Linked DNA regions of Ovis aries: region 1 is linked to region 2. A link is a contact called in public Hi-C data. All regions are on one chromosome and are shown on one strand. The core of a region is the stretch at or near the end of the contact, and the rest is flanking DNA. Distances in the headings are between cores, read along the strand shown.

Region 1 (5,054 bases), core at 759-3,258, 94 kb before region 2:
CTGAATGGAAACCCCCAAAGCATCTGACAGTCCCCAAGTCTGCTATCTTTATTCCCTGGTGGTGAAAAGCTGTGAAGCAGATGAGGAACATGAAAGCTTTCATTACATCAGCTCCCTTCCAACATTTTGGTTTTCATTTCATACGATAAGGTTGAAAGGCCCATTTGACTGTTATAAATTGCCTTTCCTCATCAAAGAACTCCAAGACCAGAGTCTGTAAACATATCTGGACACTGTGTTTAGTTGTAAACCACTGGGAAAGAAAAATGAAATGACATCTAAACTAAAAGCCCGGCCCCTTTCCAATATTCTTTTTTTATTGCTATAAATCCAGTAAATAAGTCTTTAGTGTCTGTTGAGAATGAAAGCTGACCAACCTCAGACTTAAAGGCATATGTGGCCCCAGAGTAAAGTACCCTCAAGCTCCACAAAACCAAATGCAAGTGTCCCATGTGCAAGCAGCGGCCCTAATGTCGCAAGTTCTATATTTACAAAAGCGGACGACTTAGACGTTGCTGGGAGGCATCTCCTTGTCTCCTAATGAAAGGTCTTACTTTCCTTTGACCAGCAGCCAGTTGCCCTGGGTAACTGCACTGGAGAGCTACACGCTAACAGCTGGAAGTAAAGATGAGCCCCCCACCCCCACCCCAAAAATGTTGCAGTAGGACCTGAGGACTGAAAATACCATGCGCTGATTTCTTCTCATCAGGCAGAAGTTTCCAGGTTGGAACTTAAAATTATTCATCCCCTGGATTATTGATTAAAAGAAGCTTGTAACTGTTAGGCTTCTAGAGTCAAAACGACAAATTTGCGTGATCAGACCATAACTGAAGCACACACAGAGGCCAAGAGATTTACAGGGCCCTTCCTTCTGGGTCAGTCAGAATCACAGTGGAGAACTGGGTGAAAGCAGCCAGCAGCACCCCCTTGGAGAAGAAGAGAGGGTGCCGTGCTAGGTGAGTCCTATGTACGAGTCACATAAAGGTAGCATCACTTCGTAACTCCTGGAAGAGGTCATTTAACTAACCGATGAGCCGTGGTTCTGTTTAGAATTCTATTCCCAGGCCTAAGAGTTTGTTTAAGCAACTCTTTGGCCATCACAGGAGCTGTCAGCCCACCGAAGTGCTTAAGCTGACTGTTGGGAAAAGCAAGACTCAGAAGAGCATCCTTCCAGAAGGGCAATTTCTACATTTTTAACTAGTGGGGTCACTGTGCAGGAGTAACTTAATCTCTCCAATCCTTATTTTCTTCATCTACAAAATGGGAATGAGGATGATAGAATTATGTTGAGAATTAAATGAAATAACACAGGTTGAGGTCATTAGCACAGCACCTGGCAGATGATAAGCTCTCAATAAATGCTGGCAAAGATGATGCCACTGATGATGACCATGACATTGAAGAGTAAGTAGAAGAAAACTTTATTCAAACAATAATCTTGTATCTTTAGAGGATGTCTTGAAAGTCTTACCTGTGTCTTTAAAAGTCTCGGCTTGTGTCAGCCATAAACTTGCTCATTCTTTTCCTTTGGCTACAAACATTTGCCAGTGTTTGGTTACAAGAGATGCTGCCTATGGAAAAATCTTTGAAAGATTTGGCAAGGCATTGGAGCGAGTCAGGATTGCTTGATTGGTCCAACATAGATTTCACACTTCTGATAGAAATGCACACTTCTTTGCATATTTAAAATTTTTTAAATGCCTGGGGCAATTAAAAAATGCCTGGGGCCCCTTCAGGCAGCGGCCAGCTCCTGCCTCTTTAGAAAGTGATCCCAGCGTGATGATGTCCCAGCCTGGTGATGACCTGGAGGGGTAATGACCCTGTGTTTATTTCCTTGTTGATTTCCCTTCCCTGGCTCCAAGCTCATTTTCCCATTGCCTGCAGGAAAACAACATCCAGGGGTGCGGTAGGCCTGACTTGGCAGCCCTAAAGGTGAACAAAAGGACCCTGGCTCTGGCCAAGAGCAGAAGGAAGTTAGAGGGAGACTCAGCCCATCCAGACCAGAACAGACACATCGCTGATGCTCTTGAGTGGCTGCTCAGTGGTAGCCACTCTCCCTGGAAGCTCCCCAGAGGCTGCTCTCGGGGTTATGGCTCAGTTCTGTGCAGAGCCTGCAGCAGGGGCAGGGGATGCACTGATTGAGTCCAAGGTGGAGTGGATCTCATGCGTGTCTGGAAGACAGGGCACAGGAAAGAGAAGGGAAATTTTCCCAGGCTACTGCTGAGTCAGAAAAACTCAGTTCCCAAATGGACTTCACCCGGAGGCCTCACACAGCTGAAAACTGATCCGCAATGCAGCAAAGGTAAGCGGCCTGCCACCTCCAGAGGGTTGCGTCTCAGGCAATTGGAGAAAACTTTGTCCTGACTCTCCGAGCCCAGCCCCGACCCCACTCCTGCCATACACCACACACACACACACACACACACACACACAGAGGCACACAGGCACACACACACACTTGTTAAGGAGAACTTGTTAAGGGCACACACACACACACACATACACACACTTGTTAAGGAGAACCTAGAAATACTTTCAACACTCTAGAAAGGCCTCAGGACATTTACTGTCTTTATGTTCAAGGATACCACTTCCTTGACTTTCAAAAATAAAAACTACTTTTTGATTTCATTTTTCACTGGCCAAACTGGTCAGTTAAAATGTAAGTAATCCCATTAATGGTGACTGGGTTTCTATAACATTATTCTTTATCAGTATTCAAAACACATTCACGTGTTTTGTCCCATTTCTGTCGTAGACAATAGGCATTTCCGTTACTGTTTTACCCACAGAGGCACTTAGGTGCAGAGAAATTGTGACCTGCCCAGCAGTGTGTAGGAAAGTGACAGACAGCTCACCTTGTCTCCATTCCTGCCTCTTTCCAGTAGAATGGGGACTCTACTTTCTAAAGCAAATGACAGACTACCCTGTCTGTCGCATATTCCAGCAAATGGTCTGATGAGAGGATCCAGAAACGGAGAGTCACAGTATCCAGGACAATACCCCACTGTGTCGTGTATCCTTATTCACATCCATCCCTGGACACTGAAGCCAGTTCAACAGATATTGATAAGCGGTGGCCCCAGCGCCCAGTTCTGGGTCACACATCAGTGCAAGATGTAGACCCTATGCCCAGAGGGTGCTGAAGGAGGCAGAGTGGGGGCTGGGGGAGGGCTATGAGTGAGAAAGCTCTCCATGGGAGGGGAGCTTCACACTTGGGCTTAGCATGCTGAAGGAGCGGTTTCAGATCAGCACAGCCCTCGAGTAGGGAGGGAGTGTACATTTATAGCAAGACCACAGCAGCAGGGCAGGAGGAGAAGAGCACAGCCTGAAGAATTAGACCATCCAATGGTGAATCCTGGTTCCACCACCTACTAGCTCTGTTGTTGCTGTTGTTCAGCCACTAAGTCGTGTCCGACTGTTTGTGACCCCGTGGACTGCAGCACACCAGGCTTCCCTGTCCTTCACTATCTCCTGGAGTTTGCTCAAACTCAAGTGCATTGAGTCATTGATGCCATCCAACCATCTCATCCTCTGTTGCCCCCTTCTCCTCCTGTCTTTAATCTTTCCCAGCATCAGGGTCTTTTCCAATGAGTTGGCTCTTTGCATTAGGTGACCAAAGTATTGGAGCTTCAGCTTTATGTCTGGGCTAATTCAGGTAACACCTCTGACCTCAGTTTTTTGACATGTAAAATGGGAACAATCGGTGATACCTACCTTAAGGAGTTGTTTTAAAGTATAAATGAGATAACACGTATGAAGTCCTGACTGGCGCACGTGTTCAATACATGCTAACTGGCTCCATGGGAGATGCCAGAGATAAAGATAAGAGGAGCCCTACCCTCAATTTGATCACAAGATCATGAGTCCCTTGTGTGCCACTATCAATGTATGCAGTGTGGTAAGGGCTGTGGGATCGCAGAGGAGGGATCCACTCAGTCTGGGAGATTCTGGATGGAGGTTTTGGGCAGCCTGTTGGGGGAGGTGGGGAGAAGTTACACAGCAGAGGCCATGTGTAGGAAGGTGGCAGAGAACAGAATTGCACTGATTTGATGTTGAACACTGACTTCATCCTCCCCTAGATGCCTCCACCTGTTAGGCTGCTGGGACTGCCGTAACAGTACCACAGCCTGCATGGCTTGAACAACAGAAATGTATTTTGTCGTCGTTCTGGAGCCCGAAGTCCAACATCAGGGTGAGGCCATTCACCTTGGCTTGCAGCTGGCCACCTTTTTGCTGTGTCCTCATGTGGTCATTCCTCTTTAAGGAGAGCGTCTCTCTCTGTATGTCCAAATTTCATCTTCTTAAGAGAGCCAGTCATTAGTTGGATTAGAGTCTACCCTCAAGGCCTGTCTTTAACTCAGTCACCTCTCTCAGGGCCCTATCTCCAAATCCAGCCACATTCTGAGACATGGGACTTCAGCATATGAATTTGGGGGGATACAATTCAACCCATAATGTTGAGGCTGTTACTAAGTCTTCCCAAGCCTTACTTCCTTATTTATAAGATGGGGACAATTTACTTAACAAGGAGAACCATTGGAATGATTATAAAAAGAACCTGTGAAGCATCTATCCCAGTTTCTGACCCTTAGAAGGTACACAGTAGTCAGTGGTGGTTACTATCAGTACTTTAGGCCAAGTCTCAAAAGAACATGGGGTCCCCTGCACAATCCATGTTCCAGATGGACATTGGAGAACTGGCCCTTAGGTATCCTGCAGACTTTTGGACAAGGCAAGGGGCATTCAGTGCTTCCACTTCCTTGGTTCTGGCAGAAAGCCCATCATCAGATAAGTCAAGTGGCTGGCATGTGTCCTACAGAAACTGTGTTCTCTCTCTCTAGTTATTCAAGAATCCAGATGCCCATTCTTTACTAAGTGACTTGGATGAGAACGTCCATCTCTGCACCTCAGCAGAGAAACAACACTTGGCAGATACACCCTGATTCTACTCCTGGGGCAGCCACGCCAAGCTCTGTCCACCCAAGGCAGGCCCCAGGTACCTGTGTCCTGGCAAGTCTGGAAAACAGTATCATTCCAACCTATATCACTAG
Region 2 (5,156 bases), core at 1,354-3,853:
CTATTGTTTTCCTCTATTTCTTTGCTTTGATTGCTGAGGAAGGCTTTCTTATCTCTCCTTGCTATTCTTTGGAACTCTGCATTCAAATGGGCATATCTCTCCTTTTCTCCTTTACTTTTCGCTTCCCTTCTTTTCACAGCTATTTGTAAGGCCTCCTCAGACAGCCATTTTGCTTTTTTGCATTTCTTTTTCTTGCAAAAGAAAAAGATGGTCTTGATTCCTGTTTCCTATACAATGTCACAAACCTCCGTCCATAGTTCATCAGGCACTCTGTCTATCAGATCTAGTCCCTTAAATCTGTTTCTCACTACCACTTATAGTCATAAGGGATTTGATTTAGGTCATACCTGAATGGTCCAGTGGTTTTCTCCACTTTCTTCAATTTCAGTCTGAATTTGACAATAAGTAGTTCATGGTCTGAGCCACAGTCAGCTCCCCAGTCTTGTTTTTGCTGACTGTATAGAGCTTCTCCATCTTTGGCTGCAAAGAATATAGTCAATATAGTTGACCACCTGGTGATAATCCATGGATGAGGTCACAAAAGAGTCAGACAGGACAGAGTGACTTTCATTTTCATATATATATAAACATGTATATGTATACATAACATATATATTATGTATAACATACATAATATATAAAGTAAACATGTATACGTATATCCTGGCTTGATGTTGTTTTAGTTGCTAAGTCATGTCCTATTCTTTTGTGACTGCATGGACTGTAGCCCACCAGGCTCCTCTGTCCATGGCAAGAATACTAGAGTGGATTGCCATTTCCTCCACCAGGGGATTTTCCCCACCCAGGGATCGAACCCATGTCACCTGCATTGGCAGGGAAGTCTATAGATACTGGCTAAAAGGCATTCAAATTCAACTTAACTCCAAATAAAGACACCTGTGTCCAATTCAGCAGACGCTTCTGCCTGCCTGGTTTGGCCTTGAGGGCCAAGAGTTTATGACCCTAGGCAGCTCCTTCTTTAAACATTTCCATCAGCACCATGTTGACATGACCCAGAGGAGACTGAATTCCATAGAAGAAGCCTAAAACCAGAGTGTTTAGTATAAAGGAGTCCCAGTCAGAGATTAGGGGGCAGGGAGCCGAGGATTGCTCTTGAGGTCTACAGAAAGCCTGCCAAAAGGATCAAGGGCAGTGCTTTCTTTCATAAGCCCTCACCTCCAGACTTCCATGAACTCTTTCTGAACTTTCTAGATGCCCAAGCAAATTGAAGAAATAGACTTTGAGTTTCACACACATGAGCACGGATCCAGTGTTATAGCCTTTCTGGGTCTATTTACAGCTTCATGCATGTCCAGACTTATAGGTGAAGTCCTTGGAGCAGCAAGGGTTCTGAGGACCACCCACATAACAACTGAGGGCTGATTTTTTTTTTTAATGCAGATGTTCAGGCTCTAAATCACTTCCCTAAAACAAAAGTCTTGGGTGGAGAGCATCCATTTTCATTCTCAAGTTCCCCTTGATTCTTATGAGGCCCATCCTATTTTCATTCTTAACAAAAAATTCCCCAAGTGATCCTTATGGGCATTACAGTTTAAGAACCCTTAGTTCCAGCTCAGGTGTCCACTCACCCTGACATCCTGTGGAAAGTCGTCTCTCTGTCCCTCTGCATTCCTCTGTGGTGTATCCTCCACAGCGTTCCCATCCATTCTGCTCTGCCTGCTGAGTCCTAAGGAGGAGGGTTGGTTGAGAGTTGTTTATTTCTTACACCCAGTGTCTGCACAGTACAGGCTTAAATTGAACTAAATGAAATGAATTCACCTCGTGTCTTGGCCGCTTCCACGACAAGTTGTCTGTATATCAGGTTTTGCAGAAAGCAGCACTGGGCCTGAGTAACTGAAATGGCTGCTGCTGCTCAGGTTAATAAATCTCCTGTGGCTTTTGTAATATTTCTTTAAATATTTTGTTTAGCAAAAATCCCAAGGAGAAACTTTAGAGTTGGGGGTGGTGAAATGATGAAATGAATTTTACGATACACTCCCAACTCTCAAAAGCTATTTACAGAAAATTGAAAGTTTTGTCATGTTTCCCCAGCCATTCAAATTCTGTCTCCTATTGTGCCTGAAAACAGTTCTGACTTTGTGTCATATTTTGGTGGAAACTGTGTTTATGCTTGTGGTATAGAGTCTGAGCAAATTCCCTGCATCTGGAGCCCTTTTCTTCGAAGCAGGTAACTGTCCTTTGTTTGAAAGATGAAAGTATCAATAAGGCAGCCAGGCACTGTCAGCCAATGGGGGATAACTGGTCCCTAAAACTGGTGCTATGCTATGGCCATGTGGCTTCTCAGGTTGTCAGGAAATGCCGGCTGTCTTTCTCACTTACAGTCAAATATTCTTGGTTTGGAACTGGCATCACTAGAAACAGAATCCATGCCCATATCTGGAGGGAGAAATTGCACTCTTTCCTGACCCCTGCAGAGAGAGTAGCTCTAAACAGGGATGATTTATTCCCCCTGGAGTTTTGTGCTTGGGAAATTAAAATGCATGACTCCAGTTTTGCAACCTGAATCATTTAAGGCTATGGAAGGATGTCTCTGGAGAAGCTGCCAAGAATAGCAGTTCTGAGGCGGCCCTGTGTGTGTCCTTCTGGGAAGTGGGATAGGGCCTGGGAGTCAGAGACGCAGAACACCCACTACATGTCTCAGGTCCAAGGAGCCTAGCCACCCTCTGCTCCCCTAGCGGAACTTCCTTGAACCAACTTGCAAAACACACCACTGACAAATTGCAGTCTTCATTGGGGTTCACAGACCAATAAGAGCCTTAAATCACACCCCACTGGGCATTCTGGGCTTTCAAGGATTTCAAGATGGTTTGCCCTGGTCCAGCTTCTCCATTTCCCCTTCTTTAGAGAAAGGTCATGTGGTAGCACTGGCCTCCTCCCTGCTGGCTTCAGCCAGACTTGGCCATGAGCTACACAGCCCGGGGAAGCATCTTTTCCAAAGGCTTTGTACTAAGCAGAGGTCCACACAAGGCACGTCGAGACTATTGCTGTTGGACTCTTCTTCGTGTGAATGAGAAGGAAGAGGGTTGAGGGAGAGGAGGGCAGTAGAATGACCTCAGCATCCTTTTCCTCCTCACTTCATTTGCACTGTGTTAACGACTCCCAGCACTTTCCAAGTTTAAACCAACAAAGTGAACTCCATGGGTTTGCCAGGAGATTCTTTCCAAGTTAAGTCTCAAAGAAATTATTTCTTTTTCATCAAAATTGAAAAGGGGGAAAAAAAAAAACCCTGCTGATCTCTGGATTTTTCTCATCTTATGTTTTGAGACTCCAAGGTCAAGTTTAGATTAGGATTTAGAAGGAAGGACGTAGCATTTACAGAGGAAATGGGGTGAGGTGGAGAAATCCTACTCCACTAGAGAGGAGCAAGGTCCATTCTGGGGGAGTAGAGCCAGAGTCCATCTGTGTTCAGTGACTCTCAATGTCTTCCAAAGCATTGCAGCTCAGCACATGTCTAATAGGGCATTTCCCCCTTAAATCTACAGCTTGTGTATCTGGAAGGAAATTGAAGCTGCGTGTTCCCAATTCATTATACTCAACTCATCAAAATGGTGCTCTGTAATGATGCTTTGTCCAAAGAGCATAGTGATCCTGTTTAATGGTCTTTTTTTTTTTTTTTTTTCCTCCTTGAGAATCAGCAAGTTCTCTTTTGCCAGTAAAAAGCAACATCAGTCCCAAATTATTTACATCCTGATCTAAAATGCCAGACTCAGGGGCCTCAAGGTACCACTCTAGTGCTCGGTAAATTGTTTGCTTTTCTTGATGTCACTTAACTATGTCAGGTAGATGAAGGACAGTGGGGATTTTTTTAAAATATCGGGCCTCACTGATTTCTTCATGTTTGATTGATTTTTGTTGTAAAATTCTTAGCTTTTATAATGAAAATCTCAGTGTAAAAGTAGAGTATAAGGAATCCCCATGTACATTAACACCAGTCTCCAATAATTAATAATTCATGGCTATCTTTTTTCATCTATAGTATCTTTTGAAGCAAATCTCAAGCATCATAGTTTATCTGCAGATGTCTTAGTGTTTATCTCTGAAGGATACAGGTTCTTAAGAAATGTAGCTATAACATTAATATCACACAAAACAACCATAATCCCTTAAAATCAAAATGCAATCAGTTTAAATATGCAATCAGTTCAGCATTTCCCTGTTGACTTGGCAAACTCCAAATACCAGGTTAGTACCTAAAAAAAATACAGCAATTATTTAATTTACTGTAAAGTTGAGGGAAATGTAAAGAAGACAATTTTTATATCCAAAACGTGGAACAATCTTATGAATTCAACCAAGATAGGTATTTTTGATGACTTTGTCACCTAGAAGCTTTAAGAGGGGAAACTTAAAGAGGATTGGGCAGTATCTTCTCTTTAAAGTGATAGTCTCCCAACTTTTTTCATCACAGTGTTAGTCACTCAGCCATGTCCTACTCTTTGCAACCCCATGGACTGTAGCCCACCAGGCTCCTCTGTCCATGGGATTTCCCAGACAAGAATACTGGAGAGGGTTGCCATTCCCTTCTCCATGGGATCTTCCCAACCCAGGGATCAAACCCAGGTCTCCTGCATTGCAGGCAGATTCTTTACTCTGTAAGCCACCAGGGAAGCCCTTTTTCCATCACAGACCTATAGCAATACATTCCAGGCAAGAACACTGGAGTGGGTAGCCATTCCATTCTTCACGGGATCTTCCCCACCCAGAGGTTGAACCCAAGTCTCCTGTATTGCAGGCAGGTTCTCTACCATCTGAACTATCAGGGAAGCCCTTACCTATCCTGTGTTGTGTTGTGCTAAGTCGCTTCAGATGTGTCCAACTCTTTGTGACCCGAAAAAACCCTGACAGGCTCCTCTCTCCATGGGATTCTCCAGGCAAGAATAGTGGAATAGGTTGCCATTTCCTTCTTCAGGGGATCTTCCTGACCCAGGGATCAAACCCACATCTCTTATATCTTCTCCATATGTATGATTATTTACAAATTATATACATGTATTGATGTGTTATATCCATTATCAGACATATAAAAATGCTGTTAAAGGATCAGAAAATTCTGCATAAGAGCTCTATTATAGTCCCCCACATTCCTCACGGGTATCATCACTTTGGCGACTACCGCGGAGGAATGGCAGGCTCTC

What was found. A called contact is a pair of places that touch in the nucleus more often than the background predicts.
Region 1: a Hi-C map of tail adipose tissue shows a contact between it and region 2, with 1.6 times the contacts expected there. The contact joins the promoter of LNX1 here to the enhancer-like site in region 2. A contact is called at or near these places in 2 of 16 Hi-C or Micro-C datasets (skin fibroblasts and tail adipose tissue).

The regions. Positions count from the first base shown.
Region 1 is chr6:69,874,067-69,879,120 of ARS-UI_Ramb_v3.0, reverse strand. LNX1 (ligand of numb-protein X 1) reads left to right here and starts at 2,008. Exons shown (of 11, transcript XM_060417115.1): 1 at 2,008-2,302.
Region 2 is chr6:69,780,463-69,785,618 of ARS-UI_Ramb_v3.0, reverse strand. The region is part of intron 2 of LNX1 (ligand of numb-protein X 1); the gene reads left to right. Among named protein-coding and RNA genes, the nearest start is that of LNX1, 94 kb to the left of the region's middle. Within about 2 kb of position 2,603, at least 9 of the 54 cell types and tissues checked have an H3K27ac peak or open chromatin away from gene starts, as enhancers often do. A contact at or near this core is called in tail adipose tissue, where this site is marked.